Linked DNA regions of Mus musculus: region 1 is linked to region 2. The links are chromatin contacts, called in public promoter capture Hi-C maps. All regions are on one chromosome and are shown on one strand. The core of a region is the stretch at or near the end of the contact, and the rest is flanking DNA. Distances in the headings are between cores, read along the strand shown.

Region 1 (2,700 bases), core at 142-2,641, 100 kb after region 2:
TAAGGCTGGACATAGGAGGTATGCATCTGTCATCACAGCACTCCAGCAAAGGTGGAGCTAGAGACAAGAGAACTCTGTAAGCTGCAGACAAGCTAACCTTGTGTATGCAGAGGCAAAGAATGGGAGATGCTGTTCAAACAAAATGAAAGCACGAATACTGCCTGAGAAGTTCCTCTGTCCTTCACGCATGTGCTGTAGCACGCACATGCATGTATCCATGCAAGGGAACCCACACATATGCACAGAAGGTTTTGAAGAGAATGTGATGGGGATCCTTCTAGGTTAAAGACTGACTGCAGAAGTAGGCACGAGAATCACCTGGTCACCATGACAGCACAGGCTCTAATGTGCCAGTCTGGAATGGGGTGGATGATCTGTGAGTTGTTAGTCAGGTGCTGGGGACACAGCCTCGTGCTCAGAGCATGTTCCCTGCTCGTCTGCACCCTTAGCCCTCAGTATGTGGCTCACATAAGTTTACATGGTGGTTGTGCTGTGGGCTGCCCTTGGGTGTGAGCTCAGACAGTCCTCTGACCTGTTTTTAGATCATAGCCGGCCAGCAGCGCAGCTAGGGGTCTTGACAGCTAGGATGTAGGTGTGTGGGAGACTGGGATGTAGTTGCTGTTGCTTGGGAGGCAGCAGCAGCAGTGCAGGCTGCATGCAGGTGTGGAGAGGTTGCATCTTGGGTCTGCTGTGGCTGTAGAGTGCCACTGGGCAGGCCCATGATGTGCTTGTCTGTGTCTACTGTGTCTACACTGAGTATGTGCATGGGGCCTGGTGTTTGTGTCTACATGAGTACATGCACGGGGCCTGAAGAGGCCAAAAGAGGATGTTGGAACCCCTGTAGCTGGGGTTCAGTGCTTGTGACCTACCACTTGGGGCCTCTGCAGGAGCCGCAAGCTCTTTACAGCTGAGCCATTTCTCCAGCTCCTGCACAGGTTTCTAAGTGTGCTTTCTCATCTTGCATCGTTCTCAAATCTTCAGTCTCAACTGCCAGGGAGGCAGTGTGGCTTTCTGCACACTGGACAGTTGTTTGCATTTTGTGAACTTCATTTATATCTTTAGGGGTTTTTGGTTTTTTTGTTTTTGTTTTCAATAAGAGGAGTTTCAAAAGTAAGAGTTCTTTGGAAAAATAGAAATTGAGAAAACTCCTCCTTTGGCATTTTGGGTTCATGAAGTTAGTAGGGCAAGTACAGAAAGCCCTTCCCTCTGTCTGCTGGGAAATCTGACGGCAGGGCGAGTGTGGGGTGAGCGTGAGGAAGGGAAGAGAGCAGGCAGGTCTGATCCGGACAGATGGCAGCAGGCATGTGGAGTGGGGCTGCTCAGTCCCCTCATACCGGAGGCTGCTGTATTCTATCCTCTGGAGCCACTGTGCGTCCTGGGCACGGATCTCCTTGGACTCTGAACCTGCTCCCTTGGAGGGAGACCTTTACACCCCTGTCATGCAGCCTGGCTCCAGCAGTTGCATGCATTTGAGTTTGTCCTGCATAGCATTTGGGACCCCAGGCTGCTCTGGGCCTCCCTGGCTGAGGCCTGGGTGCTATCCAGCTGCTGTCTTCAGTCTCTCTCTACTTTCCTTCTTTCTGTTCTCTCTCCTCTCTTTCTCCCCTCTCTGCCTTCTTCCCCCCTCCCTCCCACCTTCCATCCTTTTCCCCCTTATCCCCCTCCCCTCTCTTCCCTTCCTTGTTTTTTCCAAACAGGGTTTCTCTGTAACCCTGACTGTCCTGGAACTCCCTCTGTAGATCAGGCTGGACCTCAGTAAGAGAGGGCCAGGTTTAAAGGCATGGGCCACCACACCTGGCTTCTCCCCTCAGTCTTACATGGGAGAATTGTGGGTAATAGTGTATCAGTTCAAAGTGGTAGGGCCATAGAGACTACCACTTGATGGGCCAGGAACCCCTTATTTGCCTTTTGGGCCAGAAACCAGGGTTGTCGGCTAAAGATGAAGGTTTCAAGGGACAGATGAAGCCTTTAGTTTTGGTGGGTGTGTTTATGAACAAGAATCCTGTGTGTGCAGTTGGACCATTCTAGAAAGTGTTCTACAGAAAGTAACAGCACACAGGAAGAGGCTGTTTGCTCTGCACCGGGTTGGCAGAGCTATGGACAGACAGCTGTGGCAGGTGTTTTGAGACCCTTGATGCCTGGCAGGACCTCTGTGGCTCAGAAGGCTGGCGTGGGGCAGCACCATACGTAAATGGGAGCTTCAGGGCTCAGCAGTGCAACATGTTGACAGAGACTACCCTTTTCTCCCTCCACTGGAGCCCACCAGAGGGGAGCCCACTGTTCTGTGGGGCTCTTGGCTGTAAACCCTGAGACCAGAAGATTAGGGATATGTCTAATACCTCCCGTCGCGTAGTATGGGGTTCAGAGGGGCACCTGCCTACCTCAGCTCCTGGAGTGACCTCCCTGCATGCTTCCCGTCTGATGGTCTGACTTGGGCTCTAGCCCCAGGATTTACCCACAGCGGATACCTTCCTGGAGCTGCCTCTATGGCTTAGTCTGAGAGGGTGGTGGGGTATCAGGATATTTCTGCCTGGAGCTGAGTAGCAGGGTATGGCATGGGAAGACTCAGACAGGAAGCAAGTTCTGGGGCAGGGGCAGTCCTCAGGTGTCACCGTTGGTGGTTTGTCTTGACCCCAGTTAGAGTTTGTGCTTGAGTTTGGCACAGTTGCTCATTGAACCCATTTACACAGGCGTGGTTGC
Region 2 (2,700 bases), core at 99-2,598:
AGGCTGGCCTCGAACTCAGAAATCCGCCTGTCTCTGCCTCCCAAGTGCTGGGATTGAAGGTGTGCACTACCGCCGCCCGGCTTTTGTTGGTATTTGTGATTGTCTCACTGGCTATAGCTTCTAAGAGATGTAACATTTGGTTTTTTAATGTATAAAATCCCCTGCTTGAGAGCTGCAGAATACACTCAGATTCCATCTGCCTCTGTGTTTGTTTCTGTTTGTCACCGCTGAATCCTTACCCATCCAGCTTCAAGGACCTTCATTCCAGGGACCCCCATACCCGACTGGGCACAGTCCCATGTGCCCAGGCTGTTTTTGAAACTGCAATTCCACTGCCTCAGCACCCTAGATACTGGGATTATCAGCATGAGCCACTATATCTGGCAACATTTAGGTCTGAAAAAGGGGGTGGGGCTCATAGGACACAGCAAAGACTAGAGTTCTAACTGTACAAAGACATATAACTATGACACCAGGGCTTCCTCTGAGTTCATAGAAAGGCTTGTGGGCTAAGCACTGTATAAATCAACAAAATGCAAATCCCTAAGCTTTAATCTGAACATGTCACCTACCTGTGGTGTCTGCTAGGCCACCGTTGCTCTGCTTGTTTCTGTCTAAATAGGCGTGTTGGGTCTTGTTAGCCACAGACATCATTTTCAAGCTTGGTGAAACCTGTAAGCCAGACTTTCCCTTCTCACAAAGGAAACCCTTGAGAGCCTGGTACTGGTGGCCCAAGGTCTTATCTATCCACCTTGGACAGCAGAGTTCAAGGACACATATCTCCACCTTCTGAAAGTCAAATGCTTCCAGCCATTGGCCACCCAAAGTCAATTTCAGATGTTCTTTTGAGACATGGTCTGTCCTGTCTCAGACTTAGGAAGCAGTCGACTTTGAGCTTGGACTTCTGCTTTTCTGACCCTCTACTCCCAATTGCCCGGATTATGGGGTGCTGGCCACTGAACCCAGGGTTCTGTGCATGCCAGGCAAGCGCTATACCAACTGAGAGCATCACCCCTGGCCCTTAGATACACTTCTGAAGGAAAACAGCCTGTTGGTCCACGGTTCCAAGCACAAACTGGGGACCTGCAACACCTCCTGCACGTGTCCAGGGGCACCTTGCAAGGGGTTTTACAGTGTGGGACCAGCAAAGGTGACAGGTCTGGACCCATCAATCATTCTCTTGTTAGGCCAAAATAATCCAGTGTATGAAATGTTACGATGAAAAATCTGCTTTGCAGTTTTTTTTTTCCTTGAGAAAATGTCAACTAATTGAAGCCAAACAGCTAGGGTAGCCTCAACTCCCCACCCTGGTGTCACTGCAAGGTGTGTGGCAATCTTGAGGATCTTGCCTAGGAGTGACAAAGTCCACTTTGGTGGCACAAGCTTTACAGAATCAATCGTCCACAAGGCATGTTTCTGGTTTTAATTTTTTTTTTCTTTGATAAATCAATTGCTTCACAAAAATCCTTTTAAAGACAACAATCCAAGAAAACATATTGTTACAGTATTCACATTTTAAAGATTGTCAGTTTCAAAGACCGAACTTAACTGAAGAAGGCAGCCTGCTGTGTTCCAGTCACAACCTGCGGGAGGGGCCTCTGGGATGGGCATTTCCCTGCCAGCCATGGGGGAGGAGCAAGTCTCCCGCTGCCCCCACAGGTGCACTGGCCACCCAGCAGGCTACACAGTGGCCCGTCAGCCCTAGCCGCAAGGGTCACAGTGCATATTGCATATACACTTCTATTTGACAATCTGGAATCAAGAAAGCAGAAAACCTGAGCCCACCGGAGGAGTGGGTCAGCCAGTCTAGATTTCTGCTAGACAGCCAAACAGCAGGAATGACACGAGTTGACTGTAGGTCTCAGAACACATTCAAAAGGCTCCAATGTTTGGGAGTCTGACCATTTAAACAAAGCTCAAAGGTTTTCTGCACTGGCCAAGGAAAGGCGAGCAGGAGTTTTGCTCGATTTTTTTTTTTTTTTTTTGAAACTGGGTTTCACTACACACCAGAGGCCAACTCGACCTTGCAGCAATCCTCCTGCTTCAGCCTCCTAAGTGCTTGTTTACAGGAATATGCCATTGTGCCCAGCAAGCAGGTGTCTCAAAGGTGCAACTGGCAGACACCAAATCTGCTGGGCAGGGACTCTATGAACCAGCATGGCTCGCCTCATGGGGAGCACTTAAAAGCATCTCTGTGCACGGGGAGGTGAAAGGATATGACCCTGTGCCAGCTCTTTTACTAGCTTTTTTTTTTTAAGACAGGGTCAAGTAGCCCAGGCTTGCCTCCTGTCTCAGGTTCCTGAGTGTTGGGATTACAGGAGTGTGTCACCGTGCCTGGGGTTCTCTTACGATCTTCATGATATTCCTTTGATTTAGCAGGCTAGAGTTCTGTGCTTAGGAAAGATGATTTCAACTGGAAAGGACACGGTAGAGCATGGTGTTCGAATCCCAGCTAGAGCGCCACCAGCTGGTGCAGCAGGGGCTGTGCTTCCATTTTGGGGACTGGCAGAGCTCTGCAGGGCTCACAAGAGAGATGTACTTCTGCTCTAAACCTAATAGAGCCAGCTGATCGTGCAGGCTTTTGTATGCCGGACTTAAACTGTTAAAACAGTTTGTAAATAGGTAAGGGAAAGACTGCTTGAAATAGTATTCTCTCCTCAAAGGAGTTGCTGGCAAGTTCTGGGGGTTTTATTTTGCTGT

Evidence for each region. Capture Hi-C pulls out chosen DNA fragments and counts their contacts.
Region 1: a promoter capture Hi-C map of liver shows a contact between it and region 2. The contact joins two enhancer-like sites. A contact is called at or near these places in 6 of 484 Hi-C or Micro-C datasets (bone marrow-derived macrophages, embryonic stem cells, liver and 1 more), 8 of 115 datasets of contacts at active chromatin or transcription factors (the 230-238 cell line, the HPC-7 cell line, bone marrow-derived macrophages and 4 more) and 3 of 9 other capture datasets (adipose tissue, liver and pancreatic islet).

The regions. Positions count from the first base shown.
Region 1 is chr17:31,505,177-31,507,876 of GRCm38.p6, reverse strand. All of the region lies in intron 3 of Wdr4 (WD repeat domain 4), which reads left to right. Among named protein-coding and RNA genes, the nearest start is that of Wdr4, 6.0 kb to the left of the region's middle. Within about 2 kb of position 1,391, at least 9 of the 459 cell types and tissues checked have an H3K27ac peak or open chromatin away from gene starts, as enhancers often do. A contact at or near this core is called in liver, where this site is marked.
Region 2 is chr17:31,606,394-31,609,093 of GRCm38.p6, reverse strand. It overlaps Pknox1 (Pbx/knotted 1 homeobox), which reads right to left. Exons shown (of 11, transcript NM_016670.3): 11 at 1,401-2,700. Among named protein-coding and RNA genes, the nearest start is that of Cbs, 29 kb to the left of the region's middle. Within about 2 kb of position 1,348, at least 4 of the 459 cell types and tissues checked have an H3K27ac peak or open chromatin away from gene starts, as enhancers often do. A contact at or near this core is called in liver, where this site is marked.